4 separate regions of the Sus scrofa genome follow, and regions 1, 3 and 4 are each linked to region 2. Evidence: chromatin contacts called from public Hi-C data. All regions are on one chromosome and are shown on one strand. Each heading gives the region's core, a stretch centred on a gene start, on an enhancer-like site or on the middle of the called end of the contact. The rest is flanking DNA. Distances are from core to core; before and after follow the strand shown.

Region 1 (6,680 bases), core at 519-3,018, 180 kb before region 2:
CTCAGATTCACTCCCTGGCCCAGGAACTTCCATATGCTACAGGTGTGGCCATTAAAAAAAAAAAAAAAGATTTGTTAAGTGGGAATGGAAGTGTTCAGTGTTCAATAAATAAGGCTAACTACTGAGACAAGACCCCTCTGTGTACCCCATGCCATTCCCCATGAATCACGATGGTGTTCAGTCTATAACGTAAGAATAGGCATTATTGCTGGCTCTTATGGGAGCTGAACATTGTCATCCTTTACCCTTTTGGATGGTTCTCCTGGTCTCCAGTAGTTCCTCACATGCCTGAGCTTATCAGCTACACACTTATGCAAAGGAGCATCTTTCTCTGTGGATCTCTCTCTCCTTTCTCGTGTGCTGCCCTGAGAACTCCAGCTGCCATGGTTCCTCCATCTCACCACTATCTCCTCAACTCAGGATCTTCTCTGGGTTTCTCTTCCCTGCCCTGTGCCCTGTAAATGATCTCAAAGCAGTGAGTTGGAACAATTATAGGGATCACTTTGTTTTTTTCCTGTCTTGCATAGATCATTACCCTTTGTGGCCTGATAGTCAGTATCTTGAACACTATTGTTTCACAATCTTTTAAGGGTTTTGGTTGTTTCAAGAGAGAGAGTCATTTTGGTCACTGTTCCTCCATCTTGGCTGGAAGCAGAAGTCTGGCCTCCAGGCAAAATTCTTCGAGTGTTGCTGGTGTTCGAGGCATGCTGGTGTCTATCCTTTCATTCTTTATAATGGCTAGGGATAAAGGAGAAACCCTTGTGTGTATGGAGATAGGTGAGGGAGAAGGAAAGAGGATTAATGTCCCCCCCATATTTAGAAGCTGCTTTTCACCACCCCCACCCACATATCATTTCTATAAAACTTATCTTTCATGCTGTCATTGGATTTTTGTGTGTGTGTGTGTGTCTTTTTAGGGCTGCACTCAAGGCATATGGAGGTTCCCAGGGTAGGGGTCTAATCGGAGCTGTAGCTGCCGTCCTACACCACAGCCACAGCAACACCAGATCTGAGTCACATCTACAAACTACAGCACAGCTCACAGCAACGCCAGATCCTTAACTCACTGAGTGAGGCCAGGGTTTGAACCTGCATCCTCATGGATACTAGCCAGGTTCATTAACTGCTGAGCCAAGACACGAACTCCTGTCACTGCATTTTCATCATAGGTTATCCATCCATGGTTTTGAGGCCCACAGATGTTCAAACCTTTGGCCCACAACCTGGCACTATGTTAAGGCCAGACTCTGGCTAAAGATGTCTTAGAAGATAATCTTTCCTGGTTCATGTCCATGCAGCTAAATTAAGCAGCTGATTCATCTCTGGTAGTTACACCAAACCATTTGGTGCTGTTCACCACTGGCCATTAATATGTCAGCAGCATCTCTGTATAAATCCTATCTTCTGCCTGTGTAAAGAATACTGATTAGTTTGACTATACCAGAATCCAATTAGCATTCCCTCTTCTCATCTAATTTTTTAAATGTAATTTTGTTAATGTGAATTTTAACGGTGATTTATGGTAACTGCATCCCTTTACCTTCTCATGTAACTAGAACGAGATCCCTTCTTCTTTTTTTGAGGTCAAAGTCCAGCAAGAGCTGCCTTGCTCATAATTCTCATTCTTTTCCATTTCCGGCTATAATATTTTTGTGGTATTTTTAATCCTCTACTTTTAATCATTCTTCACTGCACCCCATCCTCAAGCTGACTTAGTCTGCTCTTAATGACAGACTTCGCAAAGCAATGTTTCCTGGAAAGGCTGCTCTTCATTAGCCGGGAAGGACAGGAAATATTCATGTCAATGCTCTGAGAACCATCGCCTCCTACGACCAGAGGAAGAGAGTTCGCACCAAGTTACGTAACCCAGAGGGTCTGGTGAATGCCCTTGTCAGGACAGGGGGACAGTATCAGCTTAAAAGCAGCTTGGACATTTCTGAAGGGGGAAAGAGAGCCTTGATAAGCCTATCTGATTAAATATTGTTTCTGCCCTGGAATTTGTTATGAATCTGACATTTGTCTCAGTAATACACTGACTTCCACAATCTGCAGAGATAAGTACCAAATAATTACCAGAAAAATCATGCTGCAGTGTGGGAAATGGCACCCTCCCAATCTGAAGGAGCCAATGTGCATTCCCAAGCTTTTACTGGAGAATCACCAAAGCACGTAGGAGAAACAGATGTGACAGCCTTGAGGCGAGAGGAAGCTTTTTGGAGCTCCAAAAATTTGAGGCAATCGAGATTGTTGTGGTTAAGAGCACAAGTTCTAGGGCATGACTCTCTGGTTCAAACCTCAAATCTACTACTTTATAGCCGTGTAAACTTGGGAACATCACACCGCATCTCTGCCCATCAATTTTGCCTCCTGTGAGATGGAGATGTAACGGTATCTGTGTCACAAAGTTGTCCGTGACAACTCAATTACAGTAAGTTCATACATGAAAACACTTAGACCAGTACCTGATATGCACCAGTGTTAGCCACTATTTTTCTTTTTTTAATTAATTGAAGTATGTTGATATATAACATTGTGTAAATTTAAAGTGTACAGCGTGTTGACTGATACATTTATATACTGTACAAGCAGACCTCAGAGATATTGCTGAGCTGGTTCCAGACCAAGGAGATAAAATGAGTCACAAGAATTTTGTGGTTTCCCAGTGCATTTCAAAGTTATCTTTACACAAAAAGTTTGCAATGGAATTATGTCTAAAAACAAAACTACATACGTTAATTAAAAAATACTTTGTTGCTAAAAAATGCTAACCATCATCTGAGCCTTCAATGAGCTGTCATTTTTTTTTTTTTGCTGGTGGGAGGATCATGCCTCAATGTTGATGGCTGCTGATTGATCAGGGCAGTGGTTGCTGAAGGTTGGCGTGGCTGTGGTGATTTCTTAAAATAAGACAAAAATGAAGTTTACTGCATTGATTGACTCTCTCTTTTTTTTTTTTTGGTCTTTTCTAGGGCTGCACCCACAGTATATGGAGGTTCCCAAGCTAGGGGTCTAATCGGAGCTGTAGCCACAAGCCTACGCCAGAGCCACAGCAATGTGGGATCTGAGCTGCGTCTGCGACCTACACCACAGCTCACGGCAGCACCGGATCGTTAACCCGCTGAGCAAGGGCAGGGATGGAACCCGAAACCTCATGGTTCCTAGTCGGATTCGTTAACCACCGAGCCATGATGGGAACTCCTGCATTGATTGACTCTTCATTTGACAAACGATTTCTTGGTAGCAAGGGCTGCTTGAAAGCATTTTACCTACAGTAGAACTTCTTTCAAATTAAAGCCAATCCTCTGAAACTCTGCTTTATCCACCAGGCTTGTGTAATATTCTAAATCCTCTGTTGCCATCTGCAACAATTTTCACAGCATCTTCATCGGGAGAAGATTCCATCTCAAAAACCCACTTGCTTTGTTCACCCAATGAAGCAATTCTTCATCCATTAGAGTTTCCTCGTGAGATGGTGGCAATGCAGCCACATCTTCAGGGTTCACTTCCAATTCCTGTTCTTTTGTTGCTTCCACCACGTCTGTAGTCACTTCCTCCACTGAAGTCTTGAACTCCTCAAAGTCATCTGTGAGGGGTGGAACCAACTTCTCCCAAACTCCTGTGACTGTTGATATTTTGATGTCTTGTCTCCCTTATTTGTATTTGTATGACTCATGAAGGTTCATGATGGCATCTAGAATGGTGACTCCTTCCAGAAGGTTTTCAATTTCCTTTACTCGGATCCATTAGAGGAATCACTCTCTATGGCAGCTATAGCCTCATGAACTGTATTTCTTTTTAAAAAAAAATTTGAAAATCAAAATTAATCCTTGATCCATGGGCTGCAGAATGTATGCTGTGTTAGCGGGCATGAAAACAACATGAACCTCCTTGTCCATCTCCAGCAGAGCTCCTGGGTCACCAGGTGCATTGTCAATAAGCAGTAATATTTTGAAAGGAATTTTTTTTTTCCCTGGGTAGTAGGTCTCAACAATGGGCTTAAAATATTCGGTAAACCATGTTGAAAACAAATGTGCTGTCATCCAGGCTTTGTGGTTCTGTTTATAGAACACAGGCAGGGTACATTTAGGATACTTCTTAAGGGCCCTAGGATTTTCAGAACGGTAAAAAAGTACTGGCATCACCTTCAAGTCACTGGCTGCATTAACCCCTAACAAGAGAGTCAGCCAGTCCTTTGAACCTTTGAAGCCAGGCCTTGATGTCTCCTCTCCAGCTATTTAAGTCCTAGAGGACTTCTTCCCCAATAGAAAGCTTTTAAAAAAATCTACATTGAATATCTGTTGTTTACTATAACCAACTTCATAAATGATCTTAGCTAGAGCTTCTGGATAACCTGCTGCAGCTTCTACATCAGCACAGCTTCACCTTGCACTTTGAAGTTATGGAGACGGTTTTTTCCTTCAACTTCATGAACCAGCCTCTGCTAGCTTCAAACTTTTCTTCTGCAGCTTCCTCACCTCTCTCAACCTTCACAGAACTGAAGAGAGTTAAGGCCTTTCTCGAGATTAGGTTTTGGCTCGAGGCTATGTTGTGGCTGGTTTGATCCTCTCTCCCGACCACTGAAACTTTCTCTGTATCAGCAATAAGGCTGTTTCACTTTCTCATTTGGGTGTTCACTGGAGTAGCACTTTTAATTTCCTTCAAGAACTTTGCCTTTGCCTTCAGAACTTGGCTACCTGTTTGGCCCAAAAGGTCTAGCTTTTGGCTTATCTCGGCTTTTGAGGTGCCTTCCTCACTAAGCCTAATCATTTCTTGCTTTTGGTTTAAAGTGAGAGCTGTGTGACCCTTTGCTTCATTTGAACACTTAGAGCCATTGTAGGGTTACTGACTGGCTTACTTTCAATATCATATCTCAGGAAATTGAGGGTGAAAGAGATGGGAGAATGGCTGGTTTGTGGAGGAGTCGGAACACACAACGTTTATTGTTTAAGTTCACCATCCTATTTGGGCAGAGTTTGCGCCCCCCTCCGCAAGAAATTACAATAGTGACATCAAAGACCACCGATCACAGACTACCATAACAAATATGATAATAATGAAATACTAAAAGAAATAGAATTACAATTGAAATATTGTCAGAATTACCAAAATGTGACAGAGAAATAAGTGAACAGATGTTGTTTGAAAAGTCATGCTGATAGACTTGCTTGATGTGAGGTTACCACAAATCTTCAACTATATACAAAAAAGCAAAAGCTTCAAGCACAGTAAAACGAAGCATAATAAAATGAGATATGCCTGTAACATGACAGCTGTTGTAGCAACACTCAGCACCCCATCTCATGGCGAAATTATCCTTTATTTTGTGTGGTGGGAATTGTTAAAAATCTAGTCTTTTAGCAAGTTTGATGACTCTAAGGCAATCTCGTTGTCTATATTTACTACACGCTGCATTAGATCTCCAGAACTTGTCTGTTCCTTAGAAGTTTGTACCCTTAAACATCTCTATTTCCTCACCCTCAGCCCCCGGTAACCACTATTTTACCCTGTTTTTATAAGTTTGATCTTTTGATATTTCGCATGTAAATGATATATAGTATTTGTCTTTCTGCGTCTGACTTCTCTCTCTTAGCATACTGTCCTCAAGGTCTTGTGGAGAGATTAACCTGGGGTTGGATCAGTGCAGTTCAATATGGAAGCCACACAGAACCACTAAGTGGTTCAAGTGGGCCTGATGTGACAGAATAACTGAATATCAAATTTCGTGTTTTTTTAACTGAAGTATGGTTGATTTACAATATTTGTGTTAGTTTCAAGCGTACAGCAAAGTGATTCAGTTATATAGAAAGAATACACTTTTTCAGATTCTTTTGCATTACAAGATACTGAATCTAGTTCCTTGTGCTATACAGTAAGTCCTTGTTGGTTATCTATTTTATACATAGTAGTGTGTATCTGTTAATCCCAAACTCCTAATTAACCCCTCCCCCCCCCCCCCTTTTTTTTTTGCTATTTCTTTGGGCCGCTCCCGCGGCATATGGAGGTTCCCAGGCTAGGGGTCGATCGGAGCTGTAGCCACCAGCCTACACCAGAGCCACAGCAACGCGGGATCCGAGCCACGTCTGCAACCTACACCGCAGCTCACGGCAACGCCGGATCGTTAACCCACTGAGCAAGGGCAGGGACTGAACCCGCAACCTCATGGTTCCTAGTCGGATTCGTTAACCACTGCGCCACGACGGGAACTCCCCCTTTCCCCTTTAGTAACCATAAGTTTGTTTTCCATGTCTGTGACTCTATTTCTGTTTTGTAAAGAAGTTCATTTGTGCCATTTTTTAAGATTTCACATAAAAGTGACATCATATAATATGTCTTTCTCTAAATTACTTCTCTCTGTATGATAATCTCTAGGTCTATCCATGTTGCTGCACATGGCATTATATCATTCCTTTTTATGGCTGAGTAGTATTCCATCTATATATGTATCACATCTTCTTTATCCATTCATCTGTCAATGGGCATTTTGGTTGCTTCCATGTCTTGGCTATTGGAAATAGTGCTGCTATGAACACTGAGGTGCATATATCTCTTTAAACTAGAATTTCACCTTTTCCAGAAATATGCCCTAAGCGGGATTGCTGGATCATATGGCAACTCTATTGTTAGTATTGTAAGGAACCTCTGTACTATTCTCTATAGTTGAAGTGCCAATTTACATTCCC
Region 2 (6,667 bases), core at 3,473-5,972:
TTTTTAATTGTATGTATGTTGTGTTTTTAGGCGTAACCATATTGCACACTTCATAGACTAGAGTATAGTGTAAACATAACTTTTATATGCACTGGGGAACCAAAAAAATCCTTGTGACTCGCTCTGTTGCAATATTCACTTTACTGCTGTGGTCTGGAACTGAACCCGTAATATCTCTGAGGTCTGACTGTAGTACAATTTAGCAATGGAACCCAGGGCAAAAAGGGGCCAAATCCTCCCCTTATAATAAAAGGCCGGCAACACTACTTTGCATGAAATAGAGTCAAATGTTTGTGGAGAGGAAGAACACGCCTTTTTTTGTGCTAATCAAATATTTACACATGAAAGGAAGTTAACCCTCGTTAAAATGAAGTGGGTTTAATTTTGAACAAAGAGAAAGAGTAAGTCATAAGCCAGAGTGGAAGCCCTTTCTGTCTTTCCTGTTGGTCAAAGTTCACCTCTGTATACACCGACCACCCCCTTAGCCAGTCATCTCAGAGCTGAAATTGACCCGATTTGCTGCTGAACCAGCAAAAGTCAGACCAAAGAGAAAGGCCATTACAGAGAATGCAAAACACAAGAAAGTACCAAATGATATAAGACTTGTTATTTTTCTAGGGTTTTTATCTTGGCAAAAGGTTAGAAGCAGGGATATGAGAGTGTAAATCAGGATTAACTTCAGCTATACAAAACAGAAATTTCCCAAATAAGAATGACTTCAAGAAGAAAGAAGAATGTCTCTGTCATGATTAAGAAGTCTGGAGGTCACCAGAGACTGTTGGTAAGTAATCCATAGATGCAGGGAAGTGGATCCTTCTCCGTGCTACTCTGCCATGCGCAGTCTCCATTTCCAAAGCAGCATCCCCATCCGAGTGGTTGCTGGAGCCCCACTCATTGCATCTGTCTTCCAGTCAGTAGAAAGGAAAAAGGAGAGAAGAAAAGCACCCGCTCCTTCATTTAAGGGCACACTGTGGAAGCTGCACACACATACATCTGCTAATGTCCACTGGCCGAAAGAGAAACGTAGAGCCAAACCTGGCTGCCAGACAGTCTTTATTCTGGGCAGCTTAGTGTCCAGATAAAACCAGGCACTTAAAAGGGGACGGGGGTCCTACTGGTGGACAAGTAGCCTTTTGCACAGGTGCAGTGACCTGCCTGCCCCTTCAAGAGAGAACTCACTGCCCCAGCTCTTGGGAGTGCCATCAGCAGACACTTTCAGCTCAGCCCTGCAGGTCAGCCTGTACCCACATGGAGCTGCCTGGCCTAGGGGCTTACCCACGTTCAGTGACCGATTGAGATGGACACATGGAGGCTGGCCTTTCAGCCCAGTGTGGGACAACCCTGACAGGCTGTTTTCACTCCAGACCCCTCATGGAGTTGGCTAAGGCTGTTACTAGGGAACTTTGAAGTTCAATTTCTCCTTCATCCCCATCCCAGCCCGGCTCCTGCTCCTCTTCCACAGCTGTTAATCCTAAGCACACTGCCTAGTCAACATCCTGTGCTCCAAATCTGTTTCCCAGGGAGCCCGACTGCAATGACAGGGAGATGAGAACTTCAAGAGAAAAGAATACAGGAAGTAAAGAGAGGGAGTCAGGAGTTAGGGAAGTGCATGTGGGGCCCCACGAAGCAGCTGTCCTCTCCAGAGAAACCAAATCTACAGGGTGTGCGTGCGGGCGTGCATGCGTGCATGCATGTTAATATAAAGAGGCTTATTATAAGGAACTGACTCACACAATCTCCAGCGGCTGGTGAGACCTGAGTCTACACGATGGGCAGGCAGGCTTGAGACCCAGGGGAATCGATGGTACAGATGAGGTCCAGAGGCAATCTGTTGGAAAATTCCCTCTCGCTTGGGAAGGCTGGTCTTTGTGTTCTACTTAGGCCTTCAACTTATTGGATAAGACCCATCCATGTTATAGAGAGCAGTCTGCTTGCTCGAGTTTACAGATCTAAATGCTAGTCTCATCCAATATGCCCTCCAAGCCAACACATAAAATTAACCATCAGAGATGCCCTCTCAAGGCCCAGCAAGCTCCCTTCTGGAACCTCCATAGATCTCCTCCCTTCACCCCCCACCCCATCCCATACACACAAACACATAGATACAGACACACACATACACACATGTACTCACATACATGCATATACACAGGCCTAGCCAGTGGACCTTTGCACCTAAAAGAGGTACAAGTGAGCAAACGCCTGATTTCAGCATCCTCCCACAAGCCCTATAAAGTGATACAACTTACAGAATCTTGGGTAAATGATCATTCCAGGCATTAAATATGAACTTCAGGAAAGGTGAGGGAAGTTGGGACCCAAAAATACAAAAAGAAGAGTGTCTCCCTACATCGAGGACAGAGATGGCAGCAGCTGTTTAGTGGATTAGTAGGTCCTGGCCCATGCATGTGCAAACAATAGCCAAGCCAGAGAAGGTCTTTCTTCTCTGCTTTCCATTCTCAGGTGAGAACAGAGAAGAAAAGGCCATCCCTGGGGCTTTCGGAGGAAAGGGCTGAGCCACTGCCCAGCACAACGTCCTAGCTCAAGGCCAATCTAATTCCATCCATTCTTCAACTATCTTTACCCTTATTTGACCTCATATGACTTCCTTTTGTTCTGTATCTATCTAAGTTCAGTGCGTATTACAAGTTGTTTTTGTCTTCTCTGTTAGGTTACTGGCAACCCAACCAGGAAAGTTTAATATTTACCTAAGAGGGTCAAGGATGGGTTTACTTCTCACGTGCACCCAAAAAAATCAAGACCAAGATCCTATCATCGGAAATACAGATTATACCAGGAAGGATGTTGGTTATGTGTTACCATGACTTTCCTGTCCAAAATATGTATTTTTTTCCATAAATGATAGTGGGAGATTTAGAAAATATTAATTGCTGGTCCTCCATATTCTTGTTAGAATCTACCCCAGATGCAACAAAAGAAACTTGGAAGACTTGGAAGATAGTTTAGAACTGGGCAGCTTGAACTGATTAAAAAGACCAGTCCTCCTGGGAAACTGAGACTCAGAAAAATAACATGATTTATCCACAAACAACTAGTTAGTTGTGGAGCTGGGTTTTAAACACAAGTCTTGACCCATATGATACATCATAAACAGGACTCAGGTTTTCTTGGCTTCTTATTCCTATTCAGTAAACCTGCTGTTTTCACAAAATCAGTCTCACATGCAAGTGGGACTTTCCACTGTTTGCTAACAGATTGGCAGATGGTACTTAAACTCTCACTGAAACCCTTTTCTCCTCATGACATCCGTGATAGGAGGGTTGTCAGTGTCCTTGCCAGGCACAGAGCAGGACAGTACTCTGCTCATGTTTCCCGATTCCTTGGGGTCAGCCGAAATTGCACCAGCCTTTAGGCATTTGCAATACTTGACATGTTATCAGATTATATAACAGTCACCCCTCCCACCCCAGGCCCCCAGCAAACGTGCAATCAGATACATCAAATGACTTTTTAAAAATATCCCCTTGAAGCAATACAGCTACGTTTCTGGTGTTGCAAACCAACAAAGGCCCTCACAGCCCCCTCCCTCCAGGAAAATTAATAATACATAAGGGTTTTCAGGAATTGCTAGAAGTATGACACCCACCCTTTCTAGATTTCCCAGAAGAATCCTGATTTCTTTCTGACAAATAAGTTCATTAAGCATAAAATGAAATTTGCTTTGATTTTTAGCCCTTTGTAAATGTTGCGTGTCCATCAAACCATTCATCAGAAAAGGAAAAAAAAACCCTGAAAACCTGTGTTGGACCTTGCATCCTGATAGTCTGCTTGGAAACGTGGGGGCTGTAACTTCCCATTTTAGTGGGAAGAACGAACTAAAAGAGAAGAACCTGCAGACAGAGCACCTCCACCCAGTCCTGGTCCCTGGCTCCCTTCTACCTGAGCCCCAGGTCACTGACTGCGGGTGGTAAACACCAACACTGCACACACTCATGGGCAGTGCCCTGCTTTCTTCCCACAAAGCAAATTCCATTTTGCCTTTTGCAGAAGATGCATCTGACTCATTTTCCCCTCTGAGGGTCAAGTGATGACTGATTATGGGCCACAAATGCAACTGAGTCATGAGTGGAGAATCGCCAGTTGTGCCCATTCAATCATATTGAATTGCACCTTGAAAAAATAAGTTCTGTGAAACCCCAAACCCGCAAAAGCAACTTGACAGCAAGGCCCAGACCACAGCAGCCGTGGAGGGCATCTCATCCATCACTGTTCCCTGGGTCATTTTCCCTGAACCCCATCCAGCCCCTCTCGCTGCATCTCTCTCTCTTTTTTTTTTTTCCCAACTAAAAAAATAATAATAATATAGATATTTAATTTGGGGGGAGTTCTAAATACCATTTCTTTTTTATTATTATAGTTGATTTACAATATTGTATTGGTATCAGGTGTGTGGCATAGTGATTCAGCTTTTTTTTTTTTTTTTCAGATTCTATTTCATAGGTTCTTACAGGAAACTGGGTATAATTCCCTGTGCTACACAGTAAATCCTTGCTGCTTGTCTGTTTTATGTATAGTAGCTTCATTCCTCCCTTCTTTCTGTGCCTCCCTTTCCCTCTGCATCCCTGCGCCTCCAGTCTGGTCAGATTTGCGTGTAAATGTGCGAGCACAATTGGTTTCTCTCCTCCTCAAGGCTGCTGTCAGTTTCTGGCTGCATGAACAAGAATGTCACCAACAGCCCTGAGCCAGAGCGGCCTGTGCTCCCCACCCTTTCTTCCTGTCACCTTCCCGTTCACTTCCTGTGAGTTCTGACCCTTTCTTGGGAACATTAATTAACCATGATGCTTTTTTATCAGAATTCTAGGAAAGTGGATTTCCGTATGACTCACACTTCTGCAGCTTAAAGCGGTATTTACTACATTTAATTGAGGCAGATGAGTTTTTCCCTAGATGCTCACTGTGTGGATTTACAACCATCTGTAACCATTCTGGGAAAGAAAAAATAAAAATCAGCACCACTAGTTCTTCAGGAGGCTTTGCCATATCACTAAAACTCTGAGTGAAAACATATGGGATGCTTATTTTAAATGATCTCATAAATGTCTCTACCACAGAATACAACAGATTTCCTTTATAATGCTTGCTCGGTTTGAGAATAAAGATAACACCACCCCTAGAAATTGTATTCTCCCACTCTTTGCTTGATAAGAGAGTGCTTTTACAGCCTATATTGTTATAAACTCTAAGGGAGTTTACAATGTATACAATCATGAGCTTGTTAAATAAACTATGTAAATTTATGTGGAGCAGGGTCTGAATTAATTCAGGCCTAAATAAATCAAACTCTAGCGAGACCATGATTTAATTAAAAATTGACAATATGACTCATGGCACTTAAGTTTACTGATGTTTACTGCCAAAAGAAGCATCATTGTTATGACAGAGATAAATGCTAGAAGGGTTGATAGATTTCTCAAGGTTAAAACAGATAGAGGTATCAAGATGAATGTGGCATGGTTGAGAATTCCCGTAATTGCTCAAATAAATGTTGTTTGGGCAGTTTCAGACCAAGTAAAGTCACAAAGCAGTCATGAAAATCCATAAATGTGCATCTTTATTTTTCAGCTTTCCTCCCTCTAGTTTAGGTTTTTGGTTTCTCTTTACCTTCTTGTGAATATATCTCTATATAGGTATAGATATCTAAATATTTAGATATAGAGGTCTTGTGAATTTTTTTTTCAAAAAAATACATAATATATATTCAAAAATATATTATTTTTTCAAACTTAATTTTTGTTCCTGTTTTAACCGTATGTTTCTCTTTCTTTCTTTTTTCTTTTTTTGCAATATGTTCCCTGTTTAGTGCCATCCATATTTGTGTCTCAGCTACTTGTGCAAGTTTGTTTATGAGGCTTCTGACCTGGAACAAATGCAAATGATCTTTCAACTGGCTAAGGGCCCTCTTTGGCCTGCCGTCCCCGTCAAGGCCCCAGGACCACTGGCAGGTATTCCTGCTCGGGAAGCAGATTTCAGGAGAGGGCGGCGCCGGGAGGCGTGCAGGTGTGTTTCTGAGCACACATGCGCAGTATGCATGCACACGCTGGCGTACTTGTGCTTATGGAGATAGCGGGACAGTCTATGAAATCCAGGTTCTCCCAGAAAGCTAAGGGCACGCAGCCTCGGCCATCACAGATCTGTATCTGACTCCCAGCTCCAAACAACGCAGGTGGAAATGAGGCTGTGGTCCCACAAAGACACCGAGTAAGCAAGGTATGTTTCCACCCTGGCTCTCTCCTGTCTTTGCGCAGCCCACCCCTGCCCCACCCATGACCGGCTCCTCGCCAGCATTCTCTCTCAGCGGTGGTGCCCTCTTGCAATGGATTCCTTCACAACTTTTCTAATTAAAACCTTTCCACCACATTTGTGTTTTAAGGAGAGTCTTGAATGCCTTCAGGCAAAAGAGTCAGTAATTTAGGAGTTTCTGGCCTCTGGCAGCGTGGAAAGGAGATTATCCTTTAGAGTCAAAAGTTCCTTTGGTGTCCCCCACACCATCCAGGGTTTCTTGGACCTGTGCTCCCCACCTCCCTTGCAGCAGGGCCCGCTATTCCTCTGCAGCAAGCAGGCTCTGAGAGCTGCAGGGACGGAGAAGGGAGACTGGGAAACACTAGGGATCTTGGGAGGACAAGGATCAGGGTTTGCCTAAGCCTGA
Region 3 (6,291 bases), core at 1,342-3,841, 150 kb before region 2:
GCTAACGCAACCCCCTCACCTCTGAATGACAGGACTAGACCTAGGCAGCATCTTCCTGTCAAGACAGGTCTTAAGAGACCATGGAACAATGTGTCTTTAAACATCGTTTGGGGTTTCAGCAAAGCCTATGCCTCTTTCATCTGATATGATTCCTTCCAAAAAGCAAGAACTGTTCCTATCTTCTGGATCTCTTTCGACACAATCACTTTAATAAGGCACTAAAGAAAAGTGAGTTTAACGTCTCTTTAAGCTGAAGTCGTCTTTAAGGAGGCAGATGAAGCAAGCACTCCGCATTTTTATTCAAGCTTCAACAAGCTGCTAAACACTGCATCTTACCTCCAGCTCCTTTTACAAAAGAGCTGGGTTCTGGAAAAGTCTGGGAAGTTGAACTATCTCCCAAGACCAAGGGGGGTTTGTTCTTGAAATGATCCCTGCAGAAATCTTTTTGCCAAAGAAAGAATTCCTCATTCCGCCCCCTTTTCTTCCTTTCTTTGATGTTTTGTTAATTATCTTTTCAGATATGGTGGTGCAAAGTGAAGGTTCTTCATACTGTGTCCAAGGCTGGAGTTTATACTAAAAAAGAACAGGTGTCTGGCGAGAGGATGTGGAAGCATTTCTTTCTTCTACACAGACTCTCCTTCTGAAGAGGTTTATCTTCTTCCCCGCCTGCCGCCCCCTCCCACACTCAGTTCAAATCCAAGCTTGACTTTCTCAGATGGCGAGATGATTATTCCAAAATCAGTGCAGTCATGACCATCGCCTTCCCTCTCGTTCTGAGCTTCCGTGAGCAAATGTTCTGAAAACGGGGCTTTGCTTGGTCAATCACACACACTGAAAGTACATTTTTGTCCTGTCATCAACCGATAGCTTATTCCTGACAACAAGAATGCCCCAGATCTTGTCAGAAATAGAAGCACAGAAATTGAAATCATGTGGCCTCCCCCTGCAGAGGTTTTAAATGGGGCCAAGAAGGAACAGGCTTCATACTTGAGGGGAGTGTCACCTCCAGGAACCCAGTCTTTCACTCAAAAATATCTGGTGTTCCTCTAGCAGAGAAGTAGCAAGGAAGCCCAGCAAATGACGTTGACTCTTCCGTTTACATTCTCAATGCTGTGTTCTGACAGACCTGGCCCAGGAAGTCTCCCCAAGCCTGGGTGAACCAGAGTCATGGGGATTTGTTTAAGCCTCTAAGCTAAAGTACATTGCTTCCCTCCCTATCTCCTTCCTTTTCTTCCTCCCTTTTTTTTCTCCCTCTCTTCCTTCCTTCTCTCCCTCCCTCCCTCCACTGCAGTGATGAAGAGTGAATAGGAGGGAACTACAGTCCCGGGAAAACCCTGTTAGTGATGTGGTAACAAGAGAATTTATCAAAGTCTCTGGCGGCCAGCTGATGCCAATGTTATGCATTGATTCCTTTTATTTTCTCTAGAAAAAAATGCCTGGAAGGCAGAGAACAGATCCTTTCTATATGAGATGAGATATTAGCAGACGGTGGGAGGTTGATAAACAAAGTCAGCGGAAGTTGTATAGCATTTGTTGGTAGCCTTCCAAGTTCCCATACACTAACTTGACCTTCCCAATTTCCATGTGGGGATTCATATCATCTCAGGAGGCTAATCTAGGCTAATCTGTGTATCCATACTCCTTTCTACGCAGGGGTGAGCATGCAGCTTAAGCTAGTCCAACAGATTCTTAGCACTTCTGTTGGGAACCCTGGGACTCAGATGCCCTCTCCTCTGCATGTGAATAAGGATGCACATATTATATACACCAGGAGCTGCGAGCTGCGGTCCTGAGATGAAAAGAATCACAGGGCAAAGTCAAGTTCATGGAAGGCAAAGCAGACAGAAAGGAATCAGGTCTGTTTTGACATCCTTAAACCACTGGGTTGAACCTTACTTGAAACCAAAACTAAATTTTTCAGTCATGTTGAGCCAATAAACCACTCTTTTTGTTTAAGCTGAGGTGAGTTGAAGTTTCTTAAATACACAACCCAAATATTAATAATTTAGAAAATCCACATCTTTGACTAAAGAAAACAATGTAGGGCAGTAGGCGTGCACATGCACACTCATACACACACACACACACACACACACACACAGCGAGCCCTTGGCCTCTGCACAATGCATTAGAATTCTTTAGAGGATACGCATTGTGTAAGACACATCCTTAATGTGGTAGTCTAAATGTAAAATAAAATCAATGCATATGTAAGTGTTAGAAAATAATATGTAAATGGCATGCGGTGGTGCAAAATGTCGTGGTTTCAGAGAAGCGAGACGGTCAAGGAAAGAGGACAGGGGCTGCATGGAGGAGGTGAGGTGGAGGCAAGAACATGCAGGAGGCAGTTGGATGAAAAAGAGATAAATGAAGGAAGAAGCTTGAGCTAAGAGACCCTGAGCTCCAAGGCATCTTTAAGGGACTGTGACCCTCAAAGCCACAACCTTCGCCAGTTTGCTTTATGTAGCAGTATTTAGCACAGCTTCTGGTGGGGCAATAATAACAAACTGAAACTGACCTTTACTAAGAAAACCAATCCAGGCTCTCTCTGGGCACACTCCGTCACTTACTTTCCCATTTGCAAAAGTCTGGGTGAAATTCAGCTGTCTAGTCTCTTCCTTTTTAGGTCCCTGCATAATTTCTGCCTCTGAGTTACAGGAAATTTCTTTCTGAAAAGCCATTTGGAGACAGATTGTAATATAATGCTCTGGAACATTCCACTCTAACAATCGATAAAGGCAGCACTCACTGCCGAAATCATCAAACACAGGATGGAATCTAATATGCACAGAGCTGATATTTTAACTAGACTCAAGAAGCTCACTTATTCTTTGCTCGAAGCTGTGGCTCGGTTTGTTTTCCTGCCTTTGTCTTATATTTTTATATACTCTTAAGGTCAAGCTTTTTGAAGTAGCTTATAGTTATTTTATTCTATTTTAGTTGTTCAAGGCTGCAACCGAGGTCAAATCTACATAAAAATAAGCAGGCTGGCAACCAGCAAAGAGTATGTTATTCTAGGAAGAAATAATGTGGCCATCATGACCCTGGATCTCCTTGCGCCCTCCTCACACTCTCCTTTTGACTCTTTAAGGAAGAGGCTGAATGTTCACGGTCAGTGTGTGCCAAGCAAACCAGAACTGCTTTCTTAGAGAAGATAAGCTTTTCTAGTAAAAAGACATCCTGTCCATAATGAATCACCATGGGGTGGGGGATGGGGATCAAATGGAGACATCATTTTCATTCTATTAACTGGAGTAGGAGCAAGATGGAAATGTAGCGTTTCTCAGGGAATTCCCTGGCAGCTCAGGGGGTTAAGGATCTGGCATTGTCACTGCTGTGGCTCTGGTTATAGCTGTGGTGCAGTTTTGACCCCGGCCAGGGAACTTCAGCCAGCAAAACAAACAAAAGCAAAAAACAAACAACCCCCCATCCCCGGTGTTTCTCGTTCTTCCTCTTGTCACCATGATTATGCTCACCTCCCCTTCCTTGAACTGTTCTCTGTGGTTGTGCGCCACGATCCTTGGACCAACCTTCTGAGCTTGTGCCTAAAAATCACTTTCGGAGGATGCTTAGTATGTCTTAAATGATAATGAGTCATAAACAATAACATCCTCTGCATAAAGTTTAAAAAAGTCATTCTCGCTACGATGATTGTTTTTAATCTTCAGAAAATATGAAGGAACTTACTGCAACTCAAAGAAATAGGGTCCTTCAAATAGTCCATGTAGCATTCAGAGCTTTGATAAAGGGCTTCGGGTGTTGCCTTTAAGTGAAAACTGGTGTCACTACGATGCAGCAAATGGATGTTACTCTTCCCACAATCCCACCCAAGCCCTCCCATGCCTGCGCCTACCATCGCCACCTACATACTCATAACTACAGAATTCGAGGAGGACAGTGACTTCAGATCCTTATGACAGAACCAGGACCAGGGATGTTCAAAAATGTGATGATAGAGGAGTTTCCGTCGTGGCTCAGTGGTTAACGAAGCCGACTAGGAACCACGAGGTTGTGGGTTCGATCCCTGGCCTTGCTCAGTGGGTTAAGGATCTGGCATTGTCATGACCTATGGTGTAGGTCGCAGATGCGGCTCGGATCCTGTGTTGCTGTGGCTGTGGTGTAGGCCGGCGGCTACAGCTCCGATTCGATCCCTAGCCTGGAACCTCCATATGCCGCGGGAGCAGCCCAAGAAATGGCAAAAAGACAAAAAAAAAAAAAAAAAAAAAGTGATGATGGAGCAAGGATTTATTCTCATGGGAGTAGGTATATTAAGAAAGTGTCATTGCCCCAGGCCATTGAAAGACCAGTATGTCTCCAAAAATACTGAGGACACTAAAGACCCAAGAGTGGTCCAGATAAGGGCACTCCCTCTAAATCCTTACCATCATTAATTAGGAATAGAATACAATGGGTTACTACTTAGAAATAAAAAAGGAATAAAGTAAATAAAATAAAAAGGAATGAGCTACTGATATGCAGTACAACATTGATGCATCTCAAAATGATTATGCTCAATGAAAGTAGCCAGGTTCCCTTTATACAAATTTCTGGGAAAATGTAAACTAATCAGATCTGTAGAGCAGATCAGTGGGTGTCTGCAGCAGGGAGGAAATGAAGTTGGGGCACCAGAAAACTTTTTAGGCTGGATCATAAAATCATTATATTCCTTGTGGTGGTGTTTTCACAAGTGTATTCATGCCTCAAAAATGCATCAAATTGTACACATAAAAAATGCACTTTATTGTTTGGTGCCTCAACACACCTGCTTTTAAAACCCAGTGATGGAACAACGGGGGAGTTGACAAAGAGAGAAAAAAAGTCAACTGAGGGACGATTTCTCCTAGGGCAGCCCAGACACTTTATTGAAGTGCACCTCCTTAGAGTTCCAACCTAGTGTCTCAAAAATGAGATCTTGTTCTGCTACTTTACTTTATATCTCTAGAAAAGAACCATACCTAAACCACGGTGCACAAGACAACCCTTCTTACTAACCTATTTCAACATCTAAGGAAATCCTCTCTTACTTTTTGGGTGGGTCCCATAGCCTACCAACCATGTACACATTAATAATATCTTTCTTCTGGTTACTTAATGCTCTTTACTGGTTGCTATATGAGTTTTGATAGGAGAGGTTTTACAACTCTCAGTCCTCAAATAACGCATGTGATTGTGGGAAGATAAGTGAGCATATGGACAACTGGTTTGGCTCTTTCCAAAAAATCTACGACAGGAAAGAAAAAGATAAAAACAAATGGAAGATGGAATTCCCATCATGGCGCAGTGGAAACAAATCCGACTAGGAGCCATGAGGTTGCAGGTTTGATCCCTTGCCTCTCTCAATGGGTTAAGGATCCAGTGTTGCCATGAGCTGTGGTGTAGGTCACAGACACAGCTTGGATCTGGCATTGCTGTGGCTGTGGCTGTGGCCGGCAGCTGTAGCTCCGATTAGATCCCTAGCCTGGGAGCCTCCATATGCCACAAATGCCGCCCTAAACAGCAAAAAAAAAAAAAAAAAAAAGAAAAAACACAAACAGATGGAAGATAATGTAACAAAGAAATGCAATGAGAGGCCCTTGGTGGGATCACTGATCAATCAAATCAATTGTAAATAGACTTCTTTAAGACAGCTGGGAGCTTTGAGGTATAAGTGGATGGAAAAAGACATCAAGGAATTTCTTGAGTGGGAAAATGGCATAGCTAGACATGAAAATATCTACAATGCTTGGAGATGTGTAAAGAAGTATGAGAGGGAGATATGATTGAGGCCTGGGATTTGTTTTAAAATTCTTAGCAGAGAAAAGGGGGGATGGCATGGAGCAACTGAGGCAAAACTCTTAATAATTGTTGAATCTGGGTGATGGCATTGGGGGATTCGGTAAACGATTTTCTTTACTTTTACATAAATTTAATTTTTCAAAGACTTTTAATTTTAAAGACTTTGTTAAAGTACTTGTCATACTTTAGAAAGCGGAGAAGGGTATGAATCATGGTGATGACCAAAGAAGAAAGGAAAGAACTGAGCTGCAAATGAGCAAATGGGTTGAGGGGGTGGGGCTGGGTGTGTGGATGAGGGTGGGGGTACGGAGCTGCCTCAGATCTATTTCTAGAATTGACTGAACTCGCCTGAGTGACCTTGGAACAGTTGGAGAAAGTGCCTGGCCTCCCAGGTGTGTGAGGATTAACAGCCCCAGTGGGGGCACTGAGCTATTCAACGGCCTCATTTTCCCGAGTGTCCTTATGACCTATGATGGTTCTACCCTTTCCAAACTGCTCCTGGATCAAATGACAGGT
Region 4 (6,781 bases), core at 2,014-4,513, 220 kb before region 2:
CAACCTGCATTTCATGCAATGGAAAAGCCAAAGCTTCTAGTTGCCAAATGATGCATCCAAGCCATGCAGTCACATCTGGTGACTGACTCAAACTCAGGTCTGACTCCCACCAGCCCTTACTATCCCACACAGCTGCCACGTGATTTCTGCAAGCTATATGCCTGTCTATACACATCGTTCTCCATAACATCGATTACACTCTACCTCACACCCTTGGTGTCATAATGTTTTCTCTCCTAGTCTCTCGGCTTTTCCTTTCATTCTTGAACCAGTTCAAATCTTCCCTATCATATTTATATGACTTTTACTTCTCCAGCTATAATATGCTACATTTCATATTATTATGACTTCTTTTCTTTTCTACAACCCTGCAATTCCACTCTTAGCAGTATACTCAACAGAAATGTGTACATGTTTTCACCAAAAGGCATGTTGCGGAATTTTCATAGCAGTACTACTCATAATAACCTAACCCCAAACTGGAAACTATCTAAAGGCTTGTCCAAGTAGAATAGACCAACTATTTTATATTTGCACAATGGCATATTATCTAACAATAAGAATGAATGGTCTACAACTTTCTATGACAATATGGATGAATCTACAAACACAATGTTGAGGGAAAGAAGACAATTACACACTCTATGAGTCTATTTATATATATATATATATTTTTTTTTGTCTTTTGTCCTTTTTTTTAGGGCCGCACCATGGCATATGGAGGTTCCCAGGCTAGAGTCTAATTGGAGCTGTAGCCGCCAGTCTACACCCCAGCCATAGTAACACCAGATCCGAGCCACGTCTGTGACCTATACCACAGCTCACGGCAACACCAGATCCTTAACCCACCAAGCGAGGCCAGTGATCGAACCTGCAACCTCGTGTTCCTAGTCGGATTTGTTTCCGCTGCACCACGGCGGGAACTCCTGATTCTATTTATAAAAGGTTCTAAAACGGGCAAACGAATTTATAATATTTATGTTAGTTAATTCATACTTATAAATTAGTTAATAAATTATATATAGTTAATTTAAAAATTATTATAATACTTAATAATCAGGATAGTGGCTACTCTTAGAAGAACAGTAACTGGAGGAGGTGGCAAAGGTTTTCAGGGTGCCAGTTATGTATTCGTGTTTTGCTTGTAAAAAATCATCAGTATGTGCATTCAGGGTATGTACACTGTTCTTTATGTATATTACACTTCAATAATAGGTTTTATGAAATAGCTTCATATCTGTCTGTTTCTGACTACTTCAATTTACAGAGACCAGTCTGAAATCTCTCACCACTGTCGGATGTGCTGGCCACTATTTGCTCAGATTTACATGCCTTTACACTAGGCGTGTAAAGAGCCCACTGTGAATTGTTGAAAGTCGCAGTTAGAACAAAGAACTCCCAATGGTGACAACCCAAAATGTCTCCATTCATTGCCAAATGTCCCTTGGGAAACAGCTGACCTTGGTTGAGAACCACTGGCCTAAAAAGGCTCAGATGGTCCCTCACCTTCAACCCTTGCCTGCCTCTCCTATCATCTGACTCTGCCCCTCACCTGTACGAATGCAGCCACCTGACCTCCTTGCCATTCTCTGAATACACCAGACACACTCTCACCTCAGTTCTGCACTGGCTGTTTCCTCTGCCTGTAATGTTCTTCCTCCAGGTATCTGCAGGCCCACTCCCTCACCTCCTTCAAGGATCTGCCCTAAGGTCACCTTCTCAGGCTTTCCCTGACCTCCTTATCTAAAATTTGAATCCTTCATTCTCCCTGTCTCTCTACCTTGCTTTAGTTTTCTCTAGAGCTCTTATTACCCACTCATCTAGTTTAAAGTTTATTTTGTTTGATATCTGTCTCCCCTATGAAAATATAAGATCCAAAGGGGCAAGAATTTTGTTTTCTTCTATGCCCTGTGCCCAGAACAGTGGCTGAAACATAGTAGATGCTCAATTAAAACTTGTTGGGTAAATGAATGGATAAAATCTATAGCCCACTTTGGTATCTGACATGGATATGACATCCAGATTAAGACTTGATCACTGTGCCTCTTCTGTCTTACTGTTCTTGTAAACTCCACCCTCAAGATTAGTGTCTGTCCCTTAATTCCAGATGGCACCGTGACTTTGGTTGACTAGTGCTCTTGATCCCGGCTACTTCCTTCCTTCCCACCACCTATGGTCATGCTTAGCCCACCTGGGAGGACATTCACCTGCTCATCTCTCACCTCCACCTTCCTAGTGCAGGTTACCTGTCTGGATTGCCACTTCCCTGTTCCCTAGGTGCAGTGACCCTCTGCTATCTCTTCTTCCCTGCTCTGAGCCTGTACACTCTCCCCTTCTTCTCCCATCAACACCTCACCCCCACCTTCCCAGTTCTAACATGACCTACCAACATCCCCAACTCCACAACTTCCTTCTGTCAAAATCTTGGAAAAGTCAAGAGACGACATCTCCCTTTTCTCTGTTCACTGACCACGAAATCTGAAATCATGGGAGGCCTCTCTTCCCATGAAGAGCTTGCCTGCGTTGTCTTGGTTCCACTTGACTGTAATGCGAGCCAGCCCTTGGAGCCATAGAAACCTGACACTGTTCAAGAAGCAAACAACTCTAAATGCCAAGAGTCAAGATGCCTCAAGCAGAGGGGAACTTGGAGTCAAGGTTGGTCATCATTTTTATTGTGTTAACACGACATTAGGCAGTTTCTTTGGCAAATGTTACAGTAATATCAGCAGGGACTTCTCTGGATACAGTAGTTAGTTGTTTGTGATAATCAAGAGTCAAGTAAGCAAACATCTACTATTTCTACTTCAGGTTTGCCTGTATGCCTGTTGGGCGGAAGCATTTGGGAGCAAAACTCCAGATAGATCCAAAGTACAAACCTGTAAAGATTGGCAAAGCACTGCTCTTAAAACTAAACTTTTATCTAGAAAGAGATGTGTGGAAAAATCCCAAAGTGCTTCCTTAAACAAAACAACTGATTGAACTCTAAAGTATTTGCCTGTGATAAAACTGAAGATCATTCATCAAACGCTCCATGGAACCCATGATTTGAATTGACACCGATGACATAAACGGATATTCAAGTTTATAAGAATGTCAAGAATAGCTCAAGGAATTCAAGGACACTAGCTGAAAAGATGATTATGGTTTGGTTTCTGGACATCTGGCCATGGTATTCAGCCAACTCACTCTCCTCCCTCCTCTCTCTTCCCATTCTGATTTCTAACAGTTGTCCTACAGCTACCAAAGGAAAGAGCTGACAGAGATAAGCCCTCCATGCCCTTGAACTTTTCAGTGCCTGAGTGCTATGGGGGAGGGCAGCTGTAATCACTCCCACAATGGCCAGAGGCAGGACAAGAGTATGGGTTCCTGGCTGGTCTTCTGTTTTCTAGAATGGTCTGAAAATGATAAATACACTTGTTACTGGATCACCCCTGCAGAAGAGGAAATGTGATGTGAGAAAGGGCAGCAATGCTCCAACTGCATGGCCACACAAGTTCTATATGGATTATATGTATCAGCGCTATTTCTCTGCAGTCAGATGTTGAAATCTTCAATGCTAAAGTTAGCATCTAGGTAGAGTTTAAATAGTCTTCCCAGTTAGACCTTTTTTTTTTTTTTTTTTTTTTGGCTTTTTTAGGGCCACACTTTCAGCACATGGAGGTTCCCAGGTTAGGGGATGAATCGGAGCTGTAGCCGCTGGCCTACACCACAGCCACAGCAATGCAGGATCCGAGCCATATCTGCAATCTACACCACAGCTCACGGCAACGCCAGATCCTTAACCCACTGAGCAAGGCCAGGGATCAAACCTGAGTCCTCATGGACAGATTCGTTAACTGCTGAACCACAATGGGAACTCCTAAACCTTATTTTATTCATTGTGCTCCCTTTATGTTTTGAGCATTAACAAATAAAAGTAGCTGTTACATTTAATTGTTTTTAAAACCATATTAAAGAAAAAAAAATCTCATGTTTGGAATTTCCCAAGTCTCTGGTAAAACGCCCAAATATCTAGATCTTGGGAGAGTTCCAAGTTGTCTCAGAAAGGACTCCAAAGGGCTTCAGTGAATGGTGGCAGAATGCAAACATGTTGATCCTTGGTTGAGTCATTAATTAATGGCACGCTGAACACATGTTGTATGTAAGGAATCATACTAGCGCAGCATCCAAACAAAACTATAAGCAAGGGAGCCTCATGATACCATGGGGACAAGCAGAGGGAGTTTTCTTTATGTAAAAGAATAGGGTCATGGATAAACAACTTTACAAATAAACTTCCTTACCTTAACATTGCTCCATGAAAACAAGGCAGTGAAACTATGAGCCATAAATAGAAAGACACAGGAGAATCCAAAACCAGCTTTTGTCAAGAGACTCAAAGTGGAGCATCTTGTTTAAAATTCACAAGTCAGTAAAAGACACAATAAAGACCGAACTGCTTTCTCTCTGGGGCATTTTGAGAACTCTGTGGCAAATGACTCTCATTTCAGCCTTTAATAACAGATTTAAAGGGACATGAGATTGCCAACATTTTTCTCCTTAAACTTTATGCATCTATAGAAAATCTGGCTTCTTTGCAAACTAAATAATTGTGAATTTAAAGCAAGATTAAGAGGTATGTGTAGGAGTTCCCATCGTGGCGCAGTGGTTAACGAATCGACTAGGAACCATGAGGTTGCGGGTTCCATCCCTGGCCTTGCTCAGTGGGTTAAGGATCCGGCGTTGCCGTGAGCTGTGGTGTAGGTTGCAGACGTGGCTCAGATCCCGCATTGCTGTGGCTCTGGTGTAGGCCAGTGGCTACAGCTCCGATTAAACCCCTAGCCTGGGAACCTCCATATGCTGCGGGAGCGGCCCAAGAAATAGCAAAAAAAAAAAAAAAAAAAAAAAGAAAACACAGGTTCCTATGATAGCAATTAGTCCTAACTGCAGTCCATAACATTGGGTTCTCTGATATTTTCCCAAGAAGGAATAGGCCCAGTTTGCTTCCTTCAAACACTAAAATTGCTTGCTTTATTTGTTTTATATATTTTTTAAAAAATCCCCTTTGGGGGAAAGGGAAATCCAGTGTGTGAGCTCCCTTCCCTGTCAGATTGCTGATCCAGAGCAGGGAAGGTCATCAAGTCTCCAGTAAACTGATTGACTTTTCCCTGCCTGGTCCTCCTTGCCCTCTTTCCTTCTGGGAATAGCAGAAACCTTCTTCCTTTCAGAGAATCTTTGTGATTCAGTAGCTGTAACCCATTCCTGTCTCCAGAGATGAGTACCTGGCCCAACAGGGCAACTCTGACGACAACAACTGAGTCAAATGTTGGCCTTGAACTCAAGCCAGACCTATAAGGCCCACTGTGGGGATGACAAAGATGGTGGCCACCATCCTGCTCCTCAGGGAAGAGTCTGCCTGAGAGTGAAGATAACATGGAGAAAAGCAGAGCTGAGACATGGACAAAAGTGGATACCTGAAGCCATCTTTTGAGCATCTAGATCCAACTACAAGTGAAGTCCTGATTCTAGCTGATGCACATTCTTTTTTTTTTTTTTTTCCTTTTTTTTTTTTTTGCTTTTTAGGGCCACATCTGTGGCATATGGAGGTTCCCAGGCTAGAGGTCAAATCAGAGCTGTAGCCACTGGCCTACACCACAGCCACAGCCACGCCAGATTGGAGCTGTGTCTGTGACCTACACCATAGCTCACAGCAATGCCGGATCCTTAATCCACTGAGTGAGGCCAAGGATCAAACCCGAAACCTCATGATTCCTAATCGGATTTGTTTCCACTGTGCCGTGACGGGAACTCCCACGACTCACGTTCTTTACTCTGTCTACCTCCCCGTTCCTTACCCTTGGTCACTCCCTGCCCAGCTTCCAGGTCTTCTACCAGATCACACCTCGCCAACCTTCTCCAGTGCAAATCACATGCTTAGACTTCCATCTCACTTGTCCAAACCATCCGGGTAGCGCCCTGTCTGGTGGGTCTTCCACCCAAGAGATCCTTCACATCACCCCTGTTTTGCCCGCTTACCTGAAACATCTCCTCTCCCAACACCTTCCCAAAGGCAGGTCTGGCCTCCAGTTCTAACATGTCCAGCCCACTCAACCAGCAACTAAACTTCATTCCCTCAAAGCCATGGCCATTTTAGTTCTGTAACCAATAAATTTGTTTTGCTTCAGGTGGTTCAAATTAGGTTTCTGCCACTTGCAACTGAAAGTCCTTGATCTTCATAGGTAATAGAACTGTTTTGTTTTGTTTTGTTTTGTTTTTTAAAGCAGATTGATCTTTTTTGGAAGAGCCAAAGTCACCAAGTCAAGCTTTTTGAATAAGGTAGGCATTAAAGCACAGAATACCATTTTGTACATCAAATGTTTTCCAGTAAAACATAATGAAATATAATGAATATAAACAAAATTTAATGAAACTAATTATACATGCTTCTAGTAATTCAAAAGAGGAGTCTCCATGGTGCCTCTTTAAACTGACATGGCATTTCTTTAAATGCATGTTAGGGTGTGGCTGACAGACCACCTGCATTGGTAATATCTTGGAGGTTGGCTTAAAATTCAGATTCCTTGGACTCATTCCAAGCCCACTGAATCAGAATCTGGGGGACGTGGATCTGAGAGTGTTCATTTTGGATAAAATTCCAGGTAATTTTCTAGACATACAAGAGTTTGAGGGCCACAGATTTTAAGTCATATTTCACATATCTGTATCTACATCTATCTATATATCTTTAGTAAACCTTCAGGTATTATTATCTGAACCTAAAGCATAATTCTGCAAACACTGC

The links. Hi-C and Micro-C count contacts between places; a contact is called where the count stands out from the background.
Region 1: a contact with region 2 is called in a Hi-C map of liver, with 5 times the contacts expected there. The contact joins two enhancer-like sites. A contact is called at or near these places in 2 of 47 Hi-C or Micro-C datasets (both in liver) and 1 of 2 datasets of contacts at active chromatin or transcription factors (skeletal muscle).
Region 3: a Hi-C map of liver shows a contact between it and region 2, with 2.0 times the contacts expected there. The contact joins two enhancer-like sites. A contact is called at or near these places in 8 of 47 Hi-C or Micro-C datasets (embryonic fibroblasts, epiblast stem cells, fetal skeletal muscle and 4 more) and 1 of 2 datasets of contacts at active chromatin or transcription factors (skeletal muscle).
Region 4: a Hi-C map of liver shows a contact between it and region 2, with 5 times the contacts expected there. The contact joins two enhancer-like sites. A contact is called at or near these places in 3 of 47 Hi-C or Micro-C datasets (liver and skeletal muscle).

The regions. Positions count from the first base shown.
Region 1 is chr16:23,830,078-23,836,757 of Sscrofa11.1, forward strand. No RefSeq gene overlaps it. Among named protein-coding and RNA genes, the nearest start is that of OSMR, 210 kb to the right of the region's middle. Within about 2 kb of position 1,769, at least 6 of the 83 cell types and tissues checked have an H3K27ac peak or open chromatin away from gene starts, as enhancers often do. A contact at or near this core is called in liver, where this site is marked.
Region 2 is chr16:24,003,084-24,009,750 of Sscrofa11.1, forward strand. The region is part of intron 3 of LOC106506470 (a long non-coding RNA gene); the gene reads right to left. Among named protein-coding and RNA genes, the nearest start is that of OSMR, 35 kb to the right of the region's middle. Within about 2 kb of position 4,723, at least 4 of the 83 cell types and tissues checked have an H3K27ac peak or open chromatin away from gene starts, as enhancers often do. A contact at or near this core is called in liver, where this site is marked.
Region 3 is chr16:23,853,555-23,859,845 of Sscrofa11.1, forward strand. The region is part of intron 4 of LOC106506470 (a long non-coding RNA gene); the gene reads right to left. Among named protein-coding and RNA genes, the nearest start is that of OSMR, 180 kb to the right of the region's middle. Within about 2 kb of position 2,592, at least 4 of the 83 cell types and tissues checked have an H3K27ac peak or open chromatin away from gene starts, as enhancers often do. A contact at or near this core is called in liver, where this site is marked.
Region 4 is chr16:23,783,733-23,790,513 of Sscrofa11.1, forward strand. No RefSeq gene overlaps it. Among named protein-coding and RNA genes, the nearest start is that of OSMR, 250 kb to the right of the region's middle. Within about 2 kb of position 3,264, at least 8 of the 83 cell types and tissues checked have an H3K27ac peak or open chromatin away from gene starts, as enhancers often do. A contact at or near this core is called in liver, where this site is marked.